2 separate regions of the Sus scrofa genome follow, and region 1 is linked to region 2. A link is a contact called in public Hi-C data. All regions are on one chromosome and are shown on one strand. The core of a region is the stretch at or near the end of the contact, and the rest is flanking DNA. Distances in the headings are between cores, read along the strand shown. Region 1 holds the start of TEF (thyrotroph embryonic factor). Region 2 holds the start of TOB2 (protein Tob2).

The links. A called contact is a pair of places that touch in the nucleus more often than the background predicts.
Region 1: a contact with region 2 is called in a Hi-C map of skeletal muscle, with 2.9 times the contacts expected there. The contact joins the promoter of TEF here to the promoter of TOB2 in region 2. A contact is called at or near these places in 9 of 47 Hi-C or Micro-C datasets (embryonic fibroblasts, epiblast stem cells, heart right ventricle and 2 more) and 2 of 2 datasets of contacts at active chromatin or transcription factors (alveolar macrophages and skeletal muscle).

The regions. Positions count from the first base shown.
Region 1 is chr5:7,133,228-7,137,104 of Sscrofa11.1, reverse strand. It overlaps TEF (thyrotroph embryonic factor), which reads left to right and starts at 1,934. Exons shown (of 5, transcript XM_021091460.1): 1 at 1,934-2,691. The coding sequence starts at 2,535.
Region 2 is chr5:7,084,570-7,088,466 of Sscrofa11.1, reverse strand. It overlaps TOB2 (protein Tob2), which reads right to left and starts at 2,070. Exons shown (of 2, transcript XM_021091455.1): 1 at 739-2,070. LOC110260629 (a long non-coding RNA gene) reads left to right here. Exons shown (of 7, transcript XR_002343880.1): 7 at 2,538-3,766.

The DNA.
Region 1 (3,877 bases), core at 685-3,184, 49 kb before region 2:
TGCTATAAATCCTCTTCTCATACCTTGAGAAATTTTTTCCCTTCAATGTCACATTGGGAATTCCCATGGTGGCTCAGGGGAAAGAATCCAACTAGGAACCATAAGGTTGCCTGTTCAATCCTTGGCCTCGCTCAGTGTGTTAAGGATCCAGTGTTGCCGTGAGCTGTGGTGTAGGTCGCAGCTGCGGTTCGAATCTGATGTTGCTGCTGTAGCTCTGATTCGACCCTAGCTTGGGAACCTCCATAAGCCACGGGTGCGGCCCTAAAAGGCAAAAAATAATAAAATAATGTCACATTAGCCATGAAAATGTACGTTTAGCCCTAATCCAGCAAGTCTCTCCACAACCAAACTAGTTATTTTTAAAGCTTCCAACATTGTTTTAATCAGTTTCCTTGGACTGCCCTCTGAAATTTATTTCTAAAAACCTCTAGGTCAGTTTATTCTAGAGATGTCTTAGTTTAGCCACATACAGAATTCCCGCTAACAACAACTGAGTTCTGTGCACAATTTAGTACTTTCGCTCAACAGGGAGTGACATGGGCACCAACCTGCCTGTAGGATAACGGATACACCAAGCCATGAACTTGTACCCATGGGTGTTAGTAAAGCTATGGTCATTACCATTTGTTGCATTTACACTAACTGGCTAACGGAAGCCTGGGAAGGTAAATCCTGCCCTATCTCCATCTGACATAAACCAAGGAGGCCTGGAGAGATGAAGCAATTGGTGGGAGGTATCAGATTCAGAAAATAACTGACATCTAATGAGCATGGCCGGGAGACCTTGATTTCTGGAGTCAGATGCCACCACCCTGGCTTGACCATCACCCAGAGTTTCTTCAAACCTCTTGCTTTCCAGGCCTGCTCAGGGGCCCAAGCGCTTTTTTCCTCCTCAGTGCCCAGCAAAGTTCTCATTATACCAGCCTGACCACTTTCAGCTAGCTGGGTGTTGCTGTCAGCACCTACCCCGTGAACCAAGGACTGGGCTCTGCCATTCCCCAGCCCGGCTACTGGAAGGCGCGAGTCACAGGCAGGATACAGGATAAACAAGCCAAAGTCCCTGCCCTGTCAGGCACGGAGAGTCTACACTGAGTTCAAGGCAGAGTATGAATTGTGCTATCAAGAGGTACAAAGTCCTGGTGCCGCTAGGAGCAGCTTCCTGAAAGGTCCCCACATCTGTGGACCCCGCTCACGTTCTCCATTTTCCCGGTTTCCTGAGGAACTCCCAGGAAGTATTTATATTTTGAGAGGCGGTGGTTCTCCCACGAGGTGTGTACTCTGTAGATTGAGTGAAGGAGTTTTATTTTTTTCCCTGTAGAAAAAGCCAAGGTCCTCAAGAGAAACAGGCTTTCAGAGCCGTTTAGGACTTTAGAGATTATCTAGCCCAACCCCGAAATTTTATGGGCGAGAAAAGAGGCTCCGGGAAGCAACTGGACTTTCCCAAGGTCACAAGCTAGTAAGTTGGGAGGACAGAAGCGTGCACTCCGGCTCCGGCTCAGGGCCGCGCCCTTCCTCTCCACCACCCCGCCCCGACCTCAAGAATGCTCCTCCACGCTCGTGTTTATTTGGCCGCCACGCCCGCGCCAGAAACCCGGGATCCGCGGGGAACCTGACACCCGCTTCAGCGGCAGCCAAGCCTGTTCCGGCTGTCCCTACGATGGGCAGGCCGCCGTCCCCGGCCCTGCCCTCAGCCAACCTCCGGGTCGGCGGGGTAAGGGCTGGGCTCTGCGTCCAGGTCCCACGACCCTGGACAGAGTCCCCGCAACCAAAAGAACCGGCCCTCCCCTCCCCGCCGCAACCCCGCACGTGCTGTGCCTCGTGCACCGCCCCGGGTCCCGCCCCCGCCCTCCATTGGCTGTTTCGCGCCCTCCACCTCTTTCCCCTCCCCCTGCAACTGGACTCGGCTGTGGCTCCACGTGACCCGCGGAGTTGGGGACGGCCGCGTGGCCCCGGGGGGCTCTCTGATAGGCTCCCCCCGCCGGCATGGCCGCTCCCAGCTCCGCCTCCCTTCAGTGGCGCGTCCGGAAAGTGGAGAGGTTGGGGTGCGAGGGGAGAGCGGTAACGGTGGTCCGAGAGGAGGAGGGGTATTATGAGCAGGGAGGCGAAGGTGAAACCTTGGGTAGAGGGGAAGGGGCTGTAGCCGAAAAGGGCCTAAGACCCTGACTCTACCAGGCGCCAATCAGGTGACACAGAGGCAGATGGGGCGGGGCCTTCGGCCCTTCTCCTCACCTGGCCCCGCACGTGTCTCGTTTATCCGGGCGGCCTAACCAATCACGGCCGGGACGGCTGTGCCTGCCCCCCTCTCAAGGCGGACCAATCCAAGGCCGCCATCCGGGGAAGCTGGCCTGGACTCATAAATAATTAATATGCCAGAGCCAGTCCGCAGGCGGGGTAGGGATGGAGGGAGGCGGGGGTGCCCCCGGGAGCCTGCGCAGTAGCCGCCCGTGTCGGCAGCTGCGGCGGGTCGCACGGCTCCGTCCCATCTCGGGGGGCGGGCGGGGGAGGCGAGGCGCGCGAGCAGAGCGCGGGGCACGATGTCCGACGCGGGCGGCGGAAAGAAGCCGCCTGTAGAGCCGCAGGCGGGGCCGGGCCCGGGGCCGGGGCGCGCAGCTGGGGAAAGGGGCCTGCCAGGCTCCTTCCCGCTGGTCCTGAAGAAGCTGATGGAGAACCCCCCGCGCGGGGCGCGCCTCGGTGAGGGGGGGGAGGGTCCGCGCGCGCCTGGGGGCGGGGTTTCTGCAAGGGCGGGGCTATGTGAGGGCGGGGCCGGGGAGGTCGGAGGTCAGGGTGAAGTGGTCCAGCAGAGGGGGATGGGACCAGGGATGACAAGGGCCCTGGAGGGCGAGACAGAGGGATTGGGAAGAGAAGGTCAGGGGCGAGTTGAGCGAGGCTGGGTCAGATAGGGGTTGGCGGGGAGGGGTCAGGAGGGAGAGGGTAGGGTGGGAGTCGGGGTGAGGAGGTTCCTTTGGGCGGCCTCGAGTGTATGCAACGCGTAGGGGTTACTGAGGAGGCTGATGGGGGTCGCAGCAGCCACTTAAATGACGCTCGAGGGCGCCTTCTCTGGAACGCCTGAATCAGGATCACTTGGGATGCTTGTTTAGAATGCCGATTCCTGGGCCTCACCTTTCACCCACTGAATCTGCGGCTCCTGGGACAGGAATCTGCATTTTTAGGAACACCCCACCCCACCTCTGTGATTCCAAAGTCCACTGAAGTTTGAGATACCCTGATAGACAGTAGCGAATTGTCTTTATATATGGGCTTTCTCTCTGGGGATGAGGACCTGTCTTCTTCCCCTCCAGTGAGTATTCCCAGTTACTAGGTAGGTACTCGCTGGAGGTTTTCTGGAAATGAATTTCAGGGCTGCTGCTGAGGTGGGGGAGGAGTGTCAGGAGAAGGGATGGGAGGGCCTTCTGAGGGGGGATTGACATGAGTCAGGTAGAGGGATGAGGGTCAGACTGAAGCTACTGAGGCCCTTCACCTGGTTGTTTGGGGCTGACCCTAGCCTTTGGGGCCACAGTGGCAGGGCTGGGCTTTGTCTTGGTTCCTAGGCCACAGAGGTCCCTGGGGCCTACCTGGAAAGCAGGTTTGGCCTTGTTTTTTGGCCTGGGAACATGAGGTTCAGGGAGTGGCAGGAGTGCCACCTATAGTGGAGTTTTAGATGCACTGAGGGATGCTTTCAGTCTCAAAGATTTGAATTTCCGAGAACCATTGGTGTAGTTCATGGATGTGGGAAGGAATGGGCCTTCTGTGAATACCAGCCTTGGGGAATTAATTGTCTTTTTAAACATGCCATTTCTCTTCCTTTCCTGGCTGTGTTCTGAGGCTCCCATCCCTATGGCTGTCACTGTTGGGTTATATATAGCTTCAGCACATCAGG
Region 2 (3,897 bases), core at 821-3,320:
GTCAAGGGCACAGTCCATCTTCTGGACAAGAGGGGAAGGAGCGTAGGAATAGGGAGCTTTCTCCTAGGCACCTCACCAGGATCAACCAGAATCCACTCGTTGATACTGCTTAAGGGTACTTTTTTTTCTGCCCAGTTTTCCTTGAAAACATTAACGAGGATAAAAAGCTCAAGACGAAATGGTCAATTCAGGCTGGGCAGCCAGAGGACAGTCCTGACCGGTTCAAAAGGGGGGTGTTCACCCTCCATTCCTCAGGCTCCACAGGGCCAAAAATAAACCCTATTAATTATTACCACCCCATTCCTCGCACCGGAGAAAAGAAGGAGAAAAACAAGGCCTGGATCCTCTTCCTTCCTCTGATTTATTTAATAGTGGTGGGAGTTATTTTTCAGGGGGAACAAGGAAAATCTAGCGACTCCCTAGGCTATGAAGAACGGAGGGAGGCGGAGGAGGGAGGGAATGCACCCCACCCAGGAGGTGGCCGCACTTGGAACAGGGGGAGACAGGGACTCTGGGATACCCCAGGATGAGAGCGACGTGAAAGGAAAGAGTAGCACAGGGCAAGGGGGGGTTCCAGAGGGAGGTGGGAAGAGAAAGGAAAATGTTGATCAGGTGTAAGGGGGGGTGCGACCGCAACGTGGAGTGTCCAGCAAAAAGAGCTGGAGTGGGGCGAGGGTGGGGAAAGGCATCCGGCCTATTGGGTCTGGGGCCCCCCCCGCCCGCAAGGTTCCTACTCACTCACTCGGGTCTCCGCGGTGGCGGGGCGGTGTGCCGGCCGCGGGGCGGCTTCTCCCTCCAGGGTGGTCCTGAGCGCGGGGCGGAGGTCACTCTCCCTTCTCTCCCGGGCGCCGCCCGGCCGGGGGCCAAGGTGTCTTTTTCTTCGTTGAGGGTTGGGGGACGATTGAGGGGGCTTATGGGTTATGATTCTCAATAATTCTTTCTGCTTTTTGGAGGTCGGGCTCGGCGGCTAGGGACGGAGGGCGGGCGGGCCGGCCGGCGGCGACGAACCGCGGATGGCGGACTCGAGGGTGGTTCGTGTCGCGGGGCGGAGTACGGTCTGGGCTGTGGCCGGCGAATTGGTCTTGCCCTTCTGGCCTCGCGTTTCCCAAGCCACTCGCTCCCCCCCACCAAGAACCCGCTCCTTCCCGCGCCCCGGCCCGAAGTGAGCAAAGTCAATGAAAAGTTTCACCCTTAGCAACCCTGCGCACGGATCCGCCTTCCCCACCCCTGCGTGATGCGTCCCTCCGCCCTGCAGGGGCGGGGCCGGGCGCTGGGCCGGGACTACTTCCCAGCCAGCAGGCAGCTTAACCCCTGGAGGCGCGCGGCTCCCTGCTCCGCGTGGAACCCGGGGGCCCTTGGCCACCGCCCTAGTCCTACGCGTGGGTGGCCGGTCACCCTCCTCACTCAGATCCTGGCTCAAATATCAGCAAGGCTGCCTCTGACCGCCCTGTGTAACGCGGGCCGCCTCCCCTTCCCATCACGACGCCGGCATCGTAGTTATTTTCTTCATGCCCAAACTGCTCAAATTGTCCTCATCGTGTAAAGTGTTTCCCTATGCAGACAGCAAGCTTGCGAGGGTAGGGTCCCGGTTTGGGACCCAGCTGCTCACTTTAGGTGTGCTGGATGAATGGGTGTCCAAAAGAAGGGGACGTCCCCGCTGTGTCTTCAGCCCTGCACCTGCCCTGGCGCCGAGGGTTCGTATGCTTTCCCGAACCATCGCGCAGGCCACCTCGGCGAATCCCTTCAGCTCGGCGCATCTGACAGTCCGACTTTTCCCGCAGCACTCGCACCACACCAGTAAAATCTCTTCGCGGGTGGGGAGCTCAGGGGACTACTGGAGTTCTGGACAGATTTTGGACCTTTATCAACTCCAGTTGTCCCGAATCTTCCAAGAGCCTCGTGCCTCATTTGGGGACGACGCCTAACGTCGAGGGGAGTGCGAGGGAGAAACCGGGGCTTGGGCACGCAAAACGGGAGTAAGAAGGGGCGAGGAGGATGGGGGCGCAGGAAAAAGAGCCAAGCGATACATTAACCTTCCACTCGCGGCCTCTGGCGCGGGTTAACCTCACCGCAGGGACCCGGCCAGCGCTCTCTGCGCAGACGCGCGAGCGCGTCCTCCGCCTGCTGCAGGCGGAGCTCCGGCGTCAGAGGACGCCCCTTTTGGTTCTTCCCAGTCGTCGAACCCCCCCCAAAAAAGGGGTTACTGGAGCCTCATCCTTCAGCAACAGCCTTCGCCGGCATCCTAGGGCGCCTGTTTATGCCAGATGCCCCAGGCTTGCGCACCAGACGGTCCCTTGATTCAGACTCGCACTTACATCCCTTGCCCCTGCTATGGCCAAGGGGGTCACTCGGCTACTTTGTCACTGTGAGGGGCGCGGAGTTGGGGGTGGGGAGGCCTGTGCCGAGTGAGGTCACAGGCACGGTAGACTGCCAGGTGAAGCCCAGGGCCACTGGGAGCTTTCGCCTTAAGTCTTATTCCCATCCCTTCTTTAATCGCCCATTCCCTAACTCTCTCTCACACTTTATTCTCATTCTAGATGGTTCCGGCCCAACGGCAGTCGCCGAACCCACGTGGGGTGGCGAGATCCAAAAGTTTCCAGACACGGTTTGCAGTTTTTTTTTCCTTGATCACTTTTTTTGGCAAGGACAGGCGGCAATGGTAGCGTAGGGGTTTAATGCGCTTCTCCTGACTGCAGCGGAGAAACGCTGGACTGGAGGGCAAACTCCAAGGGGACAAGAAGGGGGAGGGAGCCTGGGCCGGAGCGTCCCCATCCCCCACACCCCGAGCGCTTTATCCCCTGGGGCACCTCCAGGGACTACTTGCTTGTGCGTCAGCAAGTGGCAGAGCGTCACTTACACGCCCCCACCGCCTTGCCCGACTCCATCCCTCCCCTTTTTTTCCTCCTCCCCCACCTCCCTCTCCTCCCTTCCCCTCTCCTCTCCTCGCGAGTCGCAACCCAGCGAGATCTGGCTCGCCGCTCCCTGGTGCTGAAGCGCTAAAAATATAACCAGTATGTTAGCAACAGCCTTCCCATTGGTCGGAAACAGGGAGCGGCGACATCTGATTGGATGTTCGATCCAACCTTTTAGGACTGGGAGGCGGGGGCGTGGAGCCATGGAGGTCTTGGGGGGGAGTGCGTTTGCGCATTGGGGCGCTGCAAGGGATACTGGTATTTGTAGTTATTTACTAGAGGCAGCCTTAGAAGTAGGTGGGTTTGAATCCCAATTCTGCCACCAACCGGGTTATCTTGATTGAAAGGCACAAATTCTCTTTATACCGTCAGACCTGTCCTCTCGTCCTTAAAATGGAGATCGAGATCCTGTGGGGATTAGATATGATACTGTATGTAAAGCTTGGCTCAAATAGTTGCTGTTCTTAATTTAAAGGTCACCGTTCTGGCCAGCTTGCATCCTTCCCGTACTGTGCTCTTCAGTGTGTATACCCCAAAAGGAAACCTTACAAGACAGCATGAGAAAGTTGAGGGTGTATCACACGGGAAGGAGGGATGGAGTCCATATAAGCAGATAAAAGTGTAGAGTCTCCTTCCATCAAGTGCAGGCTGAGGGAAGGCAGACTGAATCCCTGGAAGGAAGGCGTTGAATTTTTGCCCGTTCCTGCATTTATCTCCCCTGCAGTGCTGGAAACACACCAACGTTGAGCAAAGAAACCCAAACTGAGAAATCCAGCCTTTTTGGCAAAGAAGAGCTCTGGGTAAAGGGTTAGTATATAAGTAGGAAAAAAATAAAGTAGAGGGGAAGAAGACAATCACCATTCTTAATTGCTGCTGTCTCCATTTACCATGTGGTAAGAAGGACATTTTTCTCTCCCCCGTCGTATGAGTTCATCTTGCCAGGGCTTAATTGTGAGCTGAATTCCTACTCAGGCATTCCCGGGTC